Linked DNA regions of Bombyx mori: region 1 is linked to region 2. Evidence: chromatin contacts called from public Hi-C data. All regions are on one chromosome and are shown on one strand. The core of a region is the stretch at or near the end of the contact, and the rest is flanking DNA. Distances in the headings are between cores, read along the strand shown. Region 1 overlaps LOC692927 (calmodulin). Region 2 holds the start of LOC692927 (calmodulin).

Region 1 (2,700 bases), core at 116-2,615, 35 kb before region 2:
ACCGCATACAAACGGGATTAAAACTAGAGGTGCACAGACACAATAGGTGACATTAAATAAAAGTGAAGAAGGGGGTGGGGTGGAGGTTCCGTGAAATGAAACACCGATCCTTATTGACCTAAAAATGAAGAAACATTTATTTTCAGTATGTCTTTTGTAAAATTTTATAACAGAATGAATCAAACGTGGTAAGATAATAACAGAGCGGATTTACTTTCCATTTCGATAGAATTAAGTTTTTACCAACAATAGAAATATAATAATATTTTATTAAGTCATTTACACAAATACAATTACAATGCAGTATCGATAAATCTAATTTATTCGTTTAACCGAGTTAGTTAAATTTTTTTAAACATTTATTACATTAATGAATGTACACGGAGCGAGCGAGCGAGGCGTCGCCTCGGGCTGGCTACTTGCGGACACAGAATACACATTTTTTTGGGATTTTCCAATGATTTTTTTTCTCACGTACTTTATAAATATATATAGTGTATGCATCGGAAGGTGCGGGCGCCGCGCACAGAGGCACGCACGCACACATATACACAAATATAAGTTAGGAGCCGACACGAGCCCGACACTTATACCATCACATTGCGACGCACACCGGACGTCTTCCCTTTGTACCGCTACAGTTAAACTTCTCTTACATAGTTAAATTAACGGAATACTTTAAATCTAAATAAAAAGAGGGGGCGGGGCGGGGGGCGAGGGGCCGCCCGCGCCGCCGCGCGAACTTCCTAACTGAAACGATGACAGTATTTAATTTATCGCAAACACTAGAGAAATGCAGGTCCAATACGATGCTAATATTGTGTGTCATGAAACAAAATGTATATTTAAATTCTCTGCTTTTTACACACACACTAGCCGGCGGCTCACTTCGACGTCATCATGGTGACGAACTCTGAAAACAGAAGCAGAACGCAGGCATTACAAGTCGCCCTGGGGCATCATCACGCGCCGCGGCCGCACGCGGACCCACCTCGCATAACGTGACGTGGCTAAGATAAGAGTGTTAACACAAAAATATTACACACAACGAAAAAATAACCGACAGTGATAGAGATGCACTAATAACAGCTATCGGACAGATCAGCGGAGGCGGTGAGTCCGACGCGGCGCGCGCTAACAACGTACCGGAACATAAACGTTACCTCGGCATGCCACTACAAGGGACTGTGGGAAATACCACCCTCTGACGTAAGCGCGACGCGGCGGGAAGCGCCCCTCGATATCGCCAGGTGGTATTTCTCTTGGAAAAACTTATATACAAATATTAGACGCATGCACCAATCAATAGGAAAGAGTCGACCGTGCCCCGCGCGAGACAGGATCGACGAACAGCGAGAGAGAGAGAGAGAGAGGGGGCGGAGAGAGGGGGACGGAGAGCGGGGAGCGGCTAACGTGTCCAAGGCAGGTACATGTAATGACGAGCAGCAAACCATTCAGATTAAGACTGGGGTATACCTATAATCGCACCGCACTCGCCGCACGCCGTCCGACAATCGCACCGATCGCTACACACTACAAGAGGAAATCGTTTCGAGATCACAGCGTTATCGTAGTCTTTTCTTATGGACACTAGTGATGCTAGTGATGCTAGTGTACTAATATCACGATTGCGGATGGTGCGCGAGCGCTAGCGGCCGCCCTCGCCGCGACCGAATATGATTTGGGCGAGTGCATGGAAGTCTGCAAGAGAGAGAACGCTCGGTCGGATGATACGGTCCACCAACTCTGGCCGGCAGTAGACGCATGCAGACAGACGCAGGCGGCACATGCGAAGCGCCGGCGGCCGGGCGGGCGGCTCCTCGAGCACCGCCCGACCGCCGCTTTCAAACAATAACTCAATAAATTAATCAACGTCTCGCTTTCAAAGAGATCAACGCGAACATGGTGTTCGTAAATCAAGTCTACACGACGCGTGGGATTACTGAGCAAAAATGATTTTACGAGAAGTATAATGTCGAGTCAGTTTATAAATAAATGGCGGAGCATTGGGGCGGGCAAGCACGACGGTTGGCGTTAGTTCGTGCGGTGGGGTCTATCGACATGCTGGACCGAGCCTCACTGCGCGCCCGCTTTACTTCGAGAGGTGCTTGCGTAGTACAACACGTCTAGTTGTATCTTTTCATTTCCGGCAGGGCCTTCATTACGTTTATTTCACATCAATAATGGCTACAATAACAGCGTAACGAAGACCCAAATCACATTTACAATTTGGGATCCGATACTACTGACATTTTTGAATAAAAACAAAGATCCCAAAATATTTGTTAAGCTGTGTTCAAAGCGAAAATCACACTAGACATTCGTACAAACAAAAGTTATACGTTTGCACGACTAATTAATGTATTCAAATTTACTGTGAAAATCACTTCAAAAAGCACAGCCTGTACATTCATTCACATACAAATGACAGACAAGCAGAGCAAAACTAACAAATAGGCGATTTCGACAGGTTTATGAATGTAAAATAATGCGAACGAAAACCATTAACCATTTCAAAGCGCACTATTCTGGAGCGCGTAATCGGAAATCATTTTTCAATAAACGGATGGAACACACTTAGCGAACCACCAAACTTGGATGCACTACAAGCAGGAACAAAGGGCACATCTATTCACTGGTTTTGCTCAGGTGTACAAGACTGGAAGCGTGAACACTACTACTACTCTGCGGAGAGCTCAC
Region 2 (2,700 bases), core at 75-2,574:
GCTGCAGGGAAAATATCACCATTATACCCCACATACCCAATCCCCATTATTTTACTGGCAAAAAACTTTCAATGAATTTTTTTAAACACGAGTATGAGTATTCTCCGCTGAAATAAAATAGAAAAAATAATGGCTAGGGATTTAGTCAGGAACAAACTGTAATACTGTAGGCAATAGGGACTACACCGATCCTTGTGATTTCAAGTATTCATATCGAAGCTTGAAAGGCAAACGTGACTAAGCGATAATGCGTGAACTTTACAGTAGACTAATTTAAAGTTGAAATACCTGAAAACAAAATTTATTTTAATGAATCTAGCTGTATGATTGAAATGATTTTAATAGACCTACAAATTTATTTTTCGTTGCGCACTGAATATGGTTATTGCTTATCATTTATGTACAAAGCAGTTATAGTCGCTTAGTCAAGTTTGCCTTTCAAGCGTCGATTTATTCTTAATTTCTGTAACTTCAAGCAAAGGAAATTTTGGTGTAAGACACCAGAATTCAGCTTTTAAAATATAACAAGAGCATGTTAAACTTTTTCGAAAAAAAAAAGAAAAAGAATTACAGCTGTAGTTTTGGTTTGATAAACAAAAACTTATTTACATGATTGTTACTATAAGTGGCACCGTACGACGATGAAAGCGACAAGTTTAGTTACCATTATGGAATTTCACAGCAGATGATATGTTATGTACAACAACACGGTCTAACGAAAAGAGTTTTACGTAGGTACAATATCAGATAATGACGATGAGTCAACGAGCGTTTGACAGTTGCGCCCGGCGATCGATCCTCATAACAGCGGCCGCGGCCTTTCGACAATATGCCCAAACTACAAAGCCATTTGTTTTCTTTCCAACGACGTCCCTGCGCCATTTCAACCGACATTAACGGCCTACTGCAAATTAAAGAACGTAATTTCACCGGCACCACCTATTAGATTATGGCGACCGTTGTTTCTGCATAGGCTCGTTTTTAAATATCGCAAAATCTAAAGCTTTCAACACTGCTTTGAAGTTTATCTATTTCGAAAGCCTCGCTGTGAGGCTTCAGTTACGCCTTCTGATACTTCTCGAATCCGCAATGCGGTAAAAAAAACGGCCATCACAATAATATAATGGAGGCCGTCATCACTATAAACACCGATGCATAACTTCTCCGAAATACGACCCGGAAACTGTTCCTCGTGATCTTCTGAAGGCACTCCCGACACCTTTCAATAGAAATAGCACTCACCATTGTAGATTAACTTGGATTATCTGGAGCTACACTAAAAAATCACAGACTACGCCGCAAAAGCGACCGCACGGACCGACGGCTGAAACGATACTGCCGCCCTCACTCGCGCGAGTGGCCTCGCTGAGAAACTCGGGATCGCGGTTCGGATCGAGCTCGGCCGCGAATCGTTCCGAATCGACTACTCGATTCGTCGCACTGTCATATCCGTCTTTCGTTCACGAGAAGGTTAGTTTCGCAAGCTGCAGGGCGGAAACGGTCTACACAATGATTATCCTCGGAACGTCCAAGTCCATGTTTCGGGACGCACAACACAGGATTAAATTTGCTCTGCAAAGGATAGTCGGTTTTATAAGGGGCGGGTGCGGCGGCGTAGAGCGCGAACCGGCGCGCGCCGATTGGCCGCCGCGCACCTGCAATGCGTCACTGCGGCCGCGAGCCCCACGCCAGCGAGAGCGGCGCCCGCCCGTGCCCGCTCCCGAGCGCCGCTGCCCCAGATCCGCGCCGCAGTGCCGCCCGCAGGCGCCGCTAACGAGATAACACGGGCTTCCCGACGCCGCGCCCCCACACACGCATTCCTACTGAAAGTAAACGTTGCCCTATCTTGTCGCAATATCATCTTCCGTATGATTCGCACACAATCGGAATGCCGGAAATAATAAAAAATTAAAAAACAAAAAAACAATTACCATAATTTCCTACCAATTAATATAGACAATTGAATTATGATAGTACCTACCAAAGTAATCTCTTTTATTTAAAGATACGTAAAAGCAGACTAAAAATATGAACTTGTAGATTGTTTATGATCGCTTTATTGTTTACGTGTTTATTGACCCTGAAAAATCAAACAAAGGCTTCAGGTTCGATTTAGTATCTTAAATATTTTTAGCATCTGGGGCTCTAGGTATATTTGTTCTCGTCTCGTGTATATATTTCCAGTATACATAATACAAGAAAAACCTAGCTTGACACTGTTATTTGAGGATTTTTATTTACAATGTGTGCAATGAGATGTAATTAAAAACACACGTCGGAAATATTTATGAAGCATTCATTGTAAGAACCCCGTAAGATTAGTACTAGTCACAAAGAGATTCTTATTACATTGTAGAAGATATTATAGAAACGAAAATGAATGTAATGAAAGGCATGCAGATTATAACTTTAATTTATCATTTCCATAAAAAGATTTTTTGTAGCTAAAGGGGCAATCACGAATTCTGTACTGTAAAACCTTATATTTAAATAATGTTCATTTCATCCTTTCAGATTAGATGGTTTTAAAGTTATAATATTATAATATTAAAAATTTTAACTCATTTTAAGAGAAAAAATTAATTGTCAATTTTATTAAACAATCGATTGTCGATTGTAAGTATCGATTTTATGCAAGTCAAGAAACACATCACCATTGTTTAGATGACAGTACTACCATCTGTGATTGAGTTATAGAAC

What was found. A called contact is a pair of places that touch in the nucleus more often than the background predicts.
Region 1: a contact with region 2 is called in a Hi-C map of posterior silk gland, with 1.9 times the contacts expected there. The contact joins the enhancer-like site here to the promoter of LOC692927 in region 2. A contact is called at or near these places in 7 of 7 Hi-C or Micro-C datasets (middle silk gland, midgut, posterior silk gland and 2 more).

The regions. Positions count from the first base shown.
Region 1 is chr23:679,011-681,710 of ASM3026992v2, reverse strand. It overlaps LOC692927 (calmodulin), which reads right to left. Exons shown (of 4, transcript NM_001046769.1): 4 at 586-913. The coding sequence ends at 885. Among protein-coding and RNA genes, the nearest start is that of LOC110384731, 17 kb to the left of the region's middle. Within about 2 kb of position 1,365, at least 6 of the 8 cell types and tissues checked have open chromatin away from gene starts, as enhancers often do.
Region 2 is chr23:643,833-646,532 of ASM3026992v2, reverse strand. LOC692927 (calmodulin) reads right to left here and starts at 1,324. Exons shown (of 4, transcript NM_001046769.1): 1 at 1,243-1,324. The coding sequence starts at 1,245.